4 separate regions of the Mus musculus genome follow, and regions 1, 2 and 3 are each linked to region 4. The links are chromatin contacts, called in public HiCAR-type and promoter capture Hi-C maps. All regions are on one chromosome and are shown on one strand. The core of a region is the stretch at or near the end of the contact, and the rest is flanking DNA. Distances in the headings are between cores, read along the strand shown. Region 1 holds the start of Rpl32 (ribosomal protein L32). Region 2 holds the start of Mbd4 (methyl-CpG binding domain protein 4). Region 3 holds the start of Raf1 (v-raf-leukemia viral oncogene 1). Region 4 holds the start of Zfp239 (zinc finger protein 239).

The links. Promoter capture Hi-C pulls out the DNA fragments that hold promoters and counts their contacts. HiCAR-type assays count read pairs that join an accessible place to other places.
Region 1: a contact with region 4 is called in a HiCAR-type map of astrocytes, with 2.7 times the contacts expected there. The contact joins the promoter of Rpl32 here to the promoter of Zfp239 in region 4. A contact is called at or near these places in 5 of 39 promoter capture datasets (the C10 cell line, embryonic stem cells, hippocampal neurons and 2 more) and 1 of 115 datasets of contacts at active chromatin or transcription factors (astrocytes).
Region 2: a promoter capture Hi-C map of pre-B cells shows a contact between it and region 4. The contact joins the promoter of Mbd4 here to the promoter of Zfp239 in region 4. A contact is called at or near these places in 6 of 39 promoter capture datasets (the 3T3-L1 cell line, the C10 cell line, cranial neural crest and 3 more), 4 of 115 datasets of contacts at active chromatin or transcription factors (astrocytes, embryonic stem cells, extraembryonic endoderm stem cells and 1 more) and 1 of 9 other capture datasets (adipose tissue).
Region 3: a contact with region 4 is called in a promoter capture Hi-C map of pre-B cells, with 6 times the contacts expected there. The contact joins the promoter of Raf1 here to the promoter of Zfp239 in region 4. A contact is called at or near these places in 4 of 39 promoter capture datasets (the C10 cell line, embryonic stem cells, hippocampal neurons and 1 more) and 1 of 115 datasets of contacts at active chromatin or transcription factors (large pre-B cells).

Annotation. Positions count from the first base shown.
Region 1 is chr6:115,807,462-115,810,161 of GRCm38.p6, reverse strand. It overlaps Rpl32 (ribosomal protein L32), which reads left to right and starts at 1,419. Exons shown (of 4, transcript NM_172086.2): 1 at 1,419-1,464; 2 at 2,260-2,360. The coding sequence starts at 2,265. It overlaps Snora7a (small nucleolar RNA, H/ACA box 7A), which reads left to right and starts at 2,059; the gene lies at 2,059-2,187.
Region 2 is chr6:115,852,039-115,854,738 of GRCm38.p6, reverse strand. It overlaps Mbd4 (methyl-CpG binding domain protein 4), which reads left to right and starts at 1,398. Exons shown (of 8, transcript NM_010774.2): 1 at 1,398-1,602. The coding sequence starts at 1,529. Ift122 (intraflagellar transport 122) reads right to left here and starts at 1,211. Exons shown (of 29, transcript NM_001167763.1): 1 at 1,030-1,211. The coding sequence starts at 1,070.
Region 3 is chr6:115,675,280-115,677,979 of GRCm38.p6, reverse strand. Raf1 (v-raf-leukemia viral oncogene 1) reads left to right here and starts at 1,345. Exons shown (of 17, transcript NM_029780.4): 1 at 1,345-1,744. D830050J10Rik (RIKEN cDNA D830050J10 gene) reads right to left here and starts at 2,012. Exons shown (of 1, transcript NR_152134.1): 1 at 1-2,012.
Region 4 is chr6:117,861,433-117,864,132 of GRCm38.p6, reverse strand. Zfp239 (zinc finger protein 239) reads right to left here and starts at 1,252. Exons shown (of 4, transcript NM_001001792.2): 1 at 991-1,252.

The DNA of each region.
Region 1 (2,700 bases), core at 170-2,669, 2.1 Mb after region 4:
GTTTGTACAAAGTTTGAAAATTTTTTAATTTAGTCTGCTGGGCAGTGGTGACACCTTACATCTCAGCACTTGGGAGGCAGAGACAGGAAGATCTCCAGCCAGCCTGGTCTACAGAGTGAATTCGACCACAGTCAGGCTTACACAGAGAAACCCTGTCTTAAAACAAAACAAAACAAAACAAAGGGTGGGACTGGGGTGGGGCCTGGAGAGATGGCTCAGCAGTTAAGAACACTGATTGCTCTTCCAGAGGTCCTGGGTTCAATTCCTAACCACATGGTGACTCACAACCATCTGTAATGGGATCTGATGCCCTCTTCTGGTGTGTCTGAAGACAGCTACAGTGTGCTCATATACATAAATCTTTAAAAAATGAGATTTATTCTATGTGATTGAGTGTTTTGCCTGCATGTATGAGTATGTACCACATGCATGTAGCGCCTACAGAAAAGGGCATCTGATCCCCTAGGGCTGGTGTTAACAAGGTTGTGAAGCAACGCTTGGTTCCTGGGAACTAAATGCCAGTCCTCTGAAAGAGCAACAGTGCTCCACCAAGCCACCTCCCCAGCTCAGGTTTGGTTTTATTTCCTCCTAAGATTATAGAGTTTTCACAATGATCTGTAAAACAAAAGATAAGCAAAATAGACTAAACTCGACCTACCTCTGCTTCCCAAGTGCTGTTATTAAAAAATGTGCACCACCACACCCAGCCAATAGACTATTTTCTTAGCAATATTATCAACCTATCACTTTTTTTTTTCCGAAACAGGGTTTCTCTGTGTAGCTCTGGCTGTCCTGGAACCCTCTCTGTAGCTCAGGCTGGCCTCGAACTCAGAAACCCGCCTGCCTCTGCCTCCCAAGTGCGGGGATTAAAGGCATGAGCCACCACCGCCCGGCTAACCCATCACTTATTAATACATTAGGTACATACCATAAGTAGAGAAGATTTAAACATACAGAAGTCGCGAGGAGGCTCAGTAGCACTTCATAAGCAGGGGTTTGCACATCTGTATATTAGGAAGTTTTAGGACATTTGCTCAACCAACCGCCTAAGGATCTTCGAAGAGTCTCTGTTTTGCTACCTCCCAGCCTCAAGGAGGCACCCTCGGGAACCAACAATTTAAAAAGCTATTGGGCTTCCACTTAGGGCGGAAATAAATGCCCACCTAGCAGGTCTTAGCTCAAAAAAAAACAAAAAACCCAAATTTCTTAAGTAGTCCCAAGAGAAAAATAAATTTTAGTTCACTCTAAGATGTTAATGTCTACTACAGAACACTAGTCCACTAGGGTTTTTTTCAGTATCATTTCTCAGGCACATCTTAGTTTTCTTTAGAGGACCCAGAGCCGGAAGTGCTTCCCTTTTCTCTGCCAGGACCTAAGACTCCGTCCCATCATACCTTGCGCGCCGCCGCCGCCTCTTCCTTCTTCCTCGGCGCTGCCTACGAGGTGGCTGCCATCTGTTTTACGGTGAGTCTGTATCGGCGGCCATCCGCCGCCCGCGGCTTCGACGGGACCCCGTCTCCGGGTGGGGAGGCCTCGGCGGCGGCCTCCGCACCAGCGTGGTAGTGGCGAGCGCGCGCGGGCCTGGCCACTGGCGCTGCTCCGGAGTCTGCCCGGGGGCCGGCATCGGCCAGGGCGGGCTTGCTGCCATGCGGCCCGAGAGTTTCGGACGGCACCCGCCGCTTTCTGCTTAGCTTGTTAGCAGCCTTTTTCTGCGGCGAATCCGAAATCTTAAGTCAGGGAGCTGCCGCCGCTCGCCAGTGAGCAGAAATGCTTTCTGAAGCGCAAGCCCGGCGGAGCAGGTTGTCTGCGCGGGGAGCAGAGAAGGCACCCTTTGGTTGGTGCTCTGAGACGACCGGGAGGGACAGACGGACTGGTGGCGTGTTAGGAGTGCATGGTGGCTTTGCGTATTTAAGGGCGCAACACTTCAAACATAACGAAGCTTAGTGGAGCGGGATTTGCCGCTCCTTCGCCACCAGAGAGACCTGGCTGGGGTTCTGTAAGATCGGTTGCGGTTCTTTGAGGTTCGGAGTGGGTGAGATGAACCACTGACCTCTTGGGATCGCGTCTGGAGAGTAGCTAGTATTCTTCCAGCTTCGGAAGCAAGAGGGAGAGCAAGCCTAGCAGAGGTACCCATTCCATTCCCAGTTTGCTCGGTAGCTGGTGATTGGAAGACACTCTGCAACATTACTCACTGAAGGCCTGAGACGCAGCCCCACCTCCCAGTTTCTTTACTAACTTGGGTCTGACTTTTGTCAAAAGGCATCATGGCTGCCCTCCGGCCTCTGGTGAAGCCCAAGATCGTCAAAAAGAGGACCAAGAAGTTCATCAGGCACCAGTCAGACCGATATGTGAAAATTAAGGTATGTGGTTCTGGGGTGGGGGTTAAGACCTGAGCACACATTTCTCGTTATCGCTTGTCTCTGCATTTTAAAAAGTTCATTTTAAAGATGACACTTTGTTTTATATTTATGCGTTTGAAGGGCAGGGAGAATCACTTTAAGGAGTTGATTCTCTCCTTCCTGTCTTGTGGGTCCAGGTCAGATTTAGTTTGTCTGACAGCAGGCACTTTTAAGTCATCTCTGCACCCTGACCCTGTATTTTAAAGATCTTTGGGGTTTTGTCTGCACACCAGGCACATGCATGCATGGAATTGAACCTCTGGAAGAGCAGCCAGTGCTCTCAACTGCTAAGACCTCTCTC
Region 2 (2,700 bases), core at 149-2,648, 2.0 Mb after region 4:
ATTGTCATTCTCTCTTTTTAAAACACTTTTTGATTTTTTTTTAAAGATTTATTTATCATGTATACAGCATTCTTCCTGCATATACACCTGCTGGCCAGAAGAGGGCACCAGATGTCATTATAGATGGTTGTGAGCCATCATGTGGTTGCTGAGACTTGAACTCAGAACCGCTTGAAGAGCAGACAGTTCTCTCAACCTCTGAGCCATCTCTCCAGCCCAATATTTTTTTTTACTATATATTTTTTTCTTTTTCTTTTTTGTTCGTTTGTTTTTGTTTTTAAAGACAGGGTTTCTATGTGTAGACTTGACTGTCCTGGAACTTATCCAAAGTGCTCTTAAATACTAAGCCTTAATCCTCAGTATTTAAAATTAAGCTTTAAATTAAGCTCACTCTTAAGTACTAATTTTGAAAATACTCCTCAAACTTCCCAATCAAGAGATGTCTTGACTTGATCGCATCTTACATGTTTCTCTGACCGTACATGGAAATGTCCTGTTTCAGACACAGTAGATCTCAGCTCAGGTGGAAATGCTCAGAACCGAGATGCAAGTTACTCACACCGTTTTGTTTGTTCCTGCTCGAAAATTTTTAATCCCGGCACTGGGGAGCTAGAAGCATATGTATCTTTGTGAGTTCAACGCCAGCTTGGTCAACATAGTGCATTCCAGACCAACCAGAGCTTTAAAGTGAGGCTCTATCTCAAAAACAAACCAACAAAAACAGGAGAAATTTAAAGAATGTCAGATAAACAAAAGTGTGGGCACTTTGAGGATGGTTAGGAAGCTGAGAAAACACTGGTGGGTGAGGAATTTTGAGAAGAGAGAAGTGAAATTGGATGATGATGACGTATAAACTGCTCCAGCCTCCCTCAGATGATCCCTATGCCCCTCCAGGAATCTCAGCTTCTCTTCCATTGGGAAGTTGAAGGCACGGAATCAGAGTCCTCGGTCCAGGCCGCAGGCCCGTTGCCATGGCAATGCGCCGGTTCCTGCCGCCTCCCCGCCATCCCCGAAGTTCCCGCTCCTCACCACTGCTCCGCTTTGTCTCTCCACGTCAACACGGCCCTCATCGCCGTTTCCCTCACGCTTCGGGCCCCTCCTCCCAGCCTCGGCAGCAACAGGCTTCTTTCCACAAACCACTTCAGCTACCTGCGCTACCCTTAGCAACGCACATGCGCAATGAACCGCGCATGAGTTTCCCAAAGCTCCAAGTGCGCATGTACAAAAGGGAGCCCACCTCCTCCGCCGAAGCGCCGGGCGCGTAGGGACGCAGGAGGCGGAAGCGTAAGTATGACACGAGCGATTGGTCCGGAAAGGTGGGTGGGGCGGGGAGTCTTGACGACAGAGGGTTTGATTGGCGGGACCCTGGCTGTGGCATCTGTAGCTGAAGCGGTGGCGGGAAGGCTGCTGTGTGGGTTGATTGACTTTCACGTCGGTGTTTGGATTCGGCTCAGTGGTTTGAGTTGTGTTTTACTCCACCTCTCGGCCTGGAGCTGCAGCTGCGCCCCAGTGGACCAAAGCAGCAGGGATGGAGAGCCCAAACCTTGGGGACAACAGAGTCCGTGGAGAGAGCCTAGTTCCAGACCCGCCTTGGGATCGCTGGCAAGTTATTAAACCTCTCTCGGGCCTCAGAGGAGTCGCTCTTGTGTGGGTCTTCCTAACCTTTAACACAAGGTGGCACCTAGAGCTGTCGCCCTGTGGGAACAAGACTAGGGTGTACCCGATTCCTTGGCCGAACTGACTGGGGAGCTTGGAGGACAAGGGAGGTTTTGTGATGCAAGCAGGTTAGCCTGGGCCGGAAGGGACCCTCAGAAATAGCCCTATGACAAGTCACAGAGGAAGCTACTGTTGTGTCCGGGCTAAAATGATGCACGTATTTGCATGTCCCAAAACTTGGGCGCTCAAACACTTTTAAGGGCTGGGCATTTAACTAAGTTGGTAGTGTTTACGTAGTAAACACAAAGCCGAGGGTTCGAGCGACAGCACCGAATATCCGGGCTTGGCGGCGTCTGCCTGTGGAGGCAGGAGGATCAGAAGTTGAAGATGAGTCTCTGGTACGTCGTGGGTTCAAAGCTAGCCTATGGTACATAAGATTCCCGGCTCAAAAGCAAACAACAAAACTTTTTTTTTTTTAATGCTACTTCCTTTTTACAGATGGAGAACGGAGATTTTGAGCTCAAAGTGACTTTCTCTTTGGAAGATCAGCTAATAATAAGTAGCGAGCTGGGGTTTTGACCCATTTTGTTAACCTAACAGTTTTGTAGGGATTCCCTCAGGTTTCAGTTACCTTGTCTCCCTATAAGATCCTTCTAGCTGATACCTAACGCCAAATTCCATCTAAGAATGCCATGGTTCTAATTGTGGTTAGTCTCTAGGTCTTGCTTAGTGTCCCTATTTCCCTATTTGTAGAAAGTAGGTTGGGTTAGAAGGTCTCTCTAGAGACCCACTTTTTTTTCTTTATGTGTTTGTCTATATACGTAGGTGTTGGTGGAGACCAGAGGAGGTGTCAGGTTCACTGGCGCTGGAGTTGCAGGCAGGGTGTTATAAGCTGCCTGATGTGGGTACGGAGTCTCCTGGAATATGTGCTCTTAACCACTGAGCTATCTCTCCAACCCCTCACTTTTAAAATGTATAGTTTAGTGATTAAAATACACTGTACTAAACACTGGAGAGATAGTTCAATTGTTTAAAGCACTTACT
Region 3 (2,700 bases), core at 96-2,595, 2.2 Mb after region 4:
CTAAAGAGGAGTGAAGTATTAGCACACATGTGTTACAGATGAACTCGGAAACAGGCTAAGTGAAAAGACTTAAATCATAAAGGGCCCCATACTTTATAAGTATCCACGCACACAAGATAATCTAGAAGTCAGGTCTGTAGTAGCAAAATGAGTATTGGTGGTTGCTCTGGGTGGGAGCTAGTGAGAAACTAAACTGCTTAGTGGGTAATTTTATTTCAGAGTAATGGAAATGTTTTGGAACCAAAGTTGTGGTTACACAATACTGTGAACGCACTAAATGCCAAAAGATGTTTACTTATAAATGGTTACTTAAAAAAAACAAAAAAAAACTTGTCTGTGTATTTGTAAATGCGGTTGCAGGTTGCGCACGTAGCACCGGGTTCGAATGGAGGTCAGAGGATAACTTTCAGGAGCCTGTTCTCTCTTCCATCAGGTTTTACTCTGCACACTTTTTACTCTCTGAGTCACCTTGCGGGTCCCCAAATGGCTACTTGGAAAATACTTACACAGAGGTAGGAGAACCAGAGTCTGAGGCCAGCCTCAAATTAAGAGGGAATCTGGCACATGCTTTTAATCCCAGCACTCAAGAGGCAGAGGCAGAGCGATCTCTTTGAGCTCGAGGCCAGCCTGGTTTACAAAGTGAGTTCCAGGACAGACAGGGCTGTTAGACAAAGAAACCCTGTCTCGAAAAACCACAATAAATAAATAAAATTGAGAACCTATTTCAAAGAGGGGAAAAAAAAAAAAAAGCACAATTGACAATACACATTGCCCTCCAGGTGTCTATTCCACGGGGGCTGTACGAAGACGCACAACAGGCTTCAGTTTACGGTGGGCCATATTGTCGCATCAATTTTAATTTTTTTTTCTTTTTTGAGACAGGGTCTCATGCAGCTCATATGACCGTGAACTCCCGACCCTCTTGCCCTCACTTTCCAAGCGCTGGCATTACAGGTGTGCAACACCATACTTTTAGTTTTTGGTCAACTTGGTGTACTACAGCGAACACTCCATCTACAAATGAGGAACCTGAGGTTTCACATAGCATGAGGGCTTTCCCACAAAACCCCTAGGCCGCCATTCTCCACGGATGTCAACTTCGGAGAGGAAGCACCAGAGCTGGAGCCCTGTGCCGTGTGTCACCAGGCGCGTCTGGCCCGCTGAGGGCCTCGCGGGTGGCCGGACCGCGGCTGCAGCCCAATACCACTGGCCTCCAACCAGAAACAGTCACTCTGCTACCACGGAGTCAACCCCGAAATGGCGGCCGCAGGACCGCGAGGCCACGCCCCCGGAGGCGGGGCCACATTCCAGGCTCGAGCGATAGATCCCCGAGCCGAGTTTTAAGCGGACTGCCGAGCCCAGGAGCTCGCGCAGAGGCAGTGAGCCCGGCGGCGCCGCAGGTCGTGGAGACGAGTGTCGAGCGCAGGGCTAGCTCGCCCGGGATAGCCTGAGAGCGTCTTCTTCGCGGGTGCTGGTGCCGCCATCTTGGATGGCGGGAGTTAGAGCCGAGCGGACTTGAGGCGGGAAGGCTTCTCTGTTGTTCTCCGCAGGCCCTCGGACGGGCCAGCTGGCCGAGCTTTGGGGCGCGTGCCCTGAGGCGCGGGGCGCTAGTGCAGCGATGCGGGGCCTCCCCGGGGCCCCGTCCCCCGGGCTGGGGACACGCCGAATGTGACCGCAACCAACGCGTTCTCTCAACCACCGCTGCCGCTGCACGACGGGACCCGGCACTGCCCGGCTCCCTCAGGTAGGCCACAGGGCTGACGGTGCGACCGTGGGGCGCAGGGTCGGCCAGGCCGCTGTCATCCTGGTGGCGGGCCGGGCGCGGGCCGGGTGTCATGGCCGGCGAGCCAGTTTCCACACCCCTGCTCAGATTTCCCAGTGTTTCTCGGAAACGTGCCAGCGCCACTCCGGTGCCCAGCGAGCATTCCTCATATTTTGGCAATGGGGGAAAAAAAATCCTCCCAGAGCTGCCCAGTGACTGTGTTGTCACTGGGATGGGCTCGTTCTTTTTTCTCTCGGGCTGCAGAAGTGGGGGGAGCCCGGCCTTGCACCTCCTCTCGGGCTGCTTCGCTTAAGTGACACCCTTTTAGGGAAGACAAGAGGAATCGGGGAAGGCAGCGAGAGAAACCGGTCAGGGTCCCGCCTCAAAGGCTTGCGACCTCGCCTGGGGCTTCCAAATGGGTGGCCCGGGATGCTCGCGATCGGGAGCCAGGCTGCCTTTTGTGTGAAGCGACAACCTCCCAGGCTTTTGCAGAGCCGGTGCATGGATGCAGAGTTGGGACACAAACGAGGTGACCGTGTTCATTCATTGTTCTCTCTCCAGGGCCCAGGGTGTGCCTCTGGTTTTCATTCTTTGTTAGGAGGGACAGTCGAATCTCTTCTTTCCCGGTTGAGACGTAACTGGGTCCTGGGGAATGGGCCAGGTCTGTGTATAGAAGTGGGGAATGAATTCAGGGCACGTCTGAATGCCTGCAATGCGTCCTGTGGGGTCGTTGGAGACTCAGCTCCTGGGGCGTGAAAACAACCGGAGGTGATAAGGCTTGTTTTCCCAAGTGTTCTTGGGATTTAGAACAGTTAGGTGCAGAGTCGAGAAGCCCTGAGGTTCCTTGCTTGCTTCTGCGCGGAGTTTGAAGGACTGTTCCGCCAGGTGAGGCAGAGGGGAGGACATTGTCGGCGGAGGGAACAGCTGGCACCAAGGCT
Region 4 (2,700 bases), core at 3-2,502:
ACAACGAAGAGTAACTCGTGGAACATACACCGAGTGAAATGTACGATAGGAGAGCCGACTTCCAGACTACAGGGAGAAAATGCTCCATAGAGCCTTTCAGAAGAGCTTGGTTGGATGTTTTGAGTACTTCACAAGGTGGCAAGGCAGTGTAGTGAGAATTAACATAGAACTTCCGGGTCAGCAGACCCAATGCTGAACCAGTTGATACCGTTTGCTAGATACATATTGTAAGGTCCCAAATGCTCTCGTTCCCTTGTATAAAATACCAATCTCACAATGAAGCTTGGCAATAAAGAGAAAGACCACAAGGACCTCACTCTAGGCAAATACTCAATGCTGATTTCCTAGTTTGTTCTAAGAAAGAAAAGCTGTATCTAGCTCAGAGATGAGGCATTTTTGGTGAAAGAAACTGCAAGTCACCTGAAGCATGGTCATATTTTCAGGGAGGGGCAGATTCTGCCTAGGGTAGTTCTGACATGCCCATCTCCTCAGACCAACCTATTTCAATACTGAAGTTCTGGAGTGGGTGTTCTCAGGTTCTGTGCATCTTCTCACTGCGTGCATTACAGCTACCCAGTATCCCTTGCCAGACCGTCCTCTCAGAAATCTGACTGGTTTCTAGGTCGCAGAGGGGAGGGCTGTGCAGCGGAAACCTTAGTACTCTTAGGGGTCTCTTCTAGGAGCCTCTCTCATGGTCTCCTGATGTCCAGCAACATCATCATTGGACCCACCCAGGTCAGAACTTGGTCAAGCAAGAGGAGGGTGTCTACGGAGCTGCGGTTTGCTCTGCTGCAGGGGCCTGGCCCTCCGTGAGGGTGGCCTGGTGCACGGGGTGTTACTGGGGGTTTGGGGGTTACCGTGGCTGCTAGCACGTGGGATCGCAGCCGCAAGGAGCCTTCCCAGCCTCGGAGCCTGGCTCCGAGTGGTAATGCCCCCTAGTTTGGACCAGGACACCGCTGCCCACCCCTGGGGCAGCCCAGCTCTGCTCACCTCTTGTAGGTAGAACCCACACCTGGTAACGCAGGACTCCCGAGCATCATCGAGGATTCGAACTACAAGTCCCAGAAGGCTGCGGGCAGGAAAGCGCTACTTCCGAGCTCACTTCCGGCGACGATGGGCTCACTCTTGTGAGCCCCCAGTTTGAGGTTGTGGTTGGCCCTGAATAGTTCAAGTTGTTGTGCACTCTTTTCGTTGCAGACACATACAGTTTTAAAATACTCCCCCAAGGTGTCTTTTACTTGTTATGATGATGCTAGAGGGTAAAAAATCATTATAAAATTGTCTTCAGCCTTAAAAATATTCTGAAGCTGTTAATAACCACTTTAAGTGAATAGTGTGGTATATGTATTCACAGCATGTAATCTCATCACTAGGGCCGAGGAAGGAGGTTTGTGAGTTCGAGAAGCCCGTGTCGAAATTTAAAAAAGAAAGAAAAGAATCGATCACTGGTTACTCCATGCTCTTATCTTTGGAGTACAGTCTCCAGATATTTATTGCGCAGGTCACCAACGCCTGTAATTCTAACTCCAGTGATCCCTACACCCTCTTCTGGACTCAGGCGCCTGTGTTCATGTACAATGTGTTCATGTGTACAAACCTACACACACACAAACTTAAAAACAGAATATTTTTAAGAATCAACAATAATGTATTTGGATATAAAGAACTAAAAACTGGATCATAAGGTTGACTTAATAGATCAGTGAACTTCCAAACCCAAAAAATAATTTTAATCATAAAATAGCCACCCCTCCAGAAATTGATGCCATTAAATCTGAAAGAAAATGTCAACGAAATTCTAAGGAATCAATAGTATTAAATGTCGCTAAGTTTCACTTACCAACAGGATTTCAGAGTGTTTTCTGAGTGTGCAGTCGTCTCCCAAAAGGATCTCTAGGTAAACCTGTGACATTAACATCCAATCTGTAGCCCACATGGTCCCCAGGAACGTTGTGAAAGCCCATCACAAAACTCTTAAACCTCAGACTTGAGACTTCTTTTTACAAATATCTTTTGTTCATATATTTCCCTCTGTGTGTGTAAGCCCTTCCCCCGTGGGTGTGGCCATCCGAGGACAACTTGCAGGAGTCACCTCCTTCCTTCTTCTCCGTGGATCCTGGGGATTGATCGCAGTCTGGCAGGATTGGCTGACAGGCACCCTAACCAGAACAGCCCGATTGTTCTTCTGAATGTGGCCTTTGTAAAGGACAGTGGTGTGTCACAGAAGGTTGGACACACTGTTTTGTTTTGTTTTATAAAGATTTAATTATTTATTATAGGATTACACTGTAGCTATCTTCAGACACTCTAGAAGAGGGATTCAGATCTCATTATGGATGGTTGTGAGTCACCATGTGGTTGCTGGGAATTAAACCTTTGGAAGAGCAGTCAGTGCTCTTAACTACTAAGCCATCTCTCCAGGTCCCTGGACACACTGTTAACAGTTACCAGAGTACTGAACTTTGTTCTGCCCAGAGGGTCTTAGGTATTTCATAGCAGAAACTAGTAACAGAATGGGGCTAGGAAAGGCCGATCGTTTTAAAGTCAAGGCTATTTGGAATGCTTAAATTAGGTGTTGTGCATTCAGATAAAAATAGATTATAACATTTAAACCCAATATGTATGGTATCACTTTCCACTTTCTAGGAATCCAAGGTGCATGTTTTCTATTATTTATTTATTAATTTTGGTTTTTTGAGA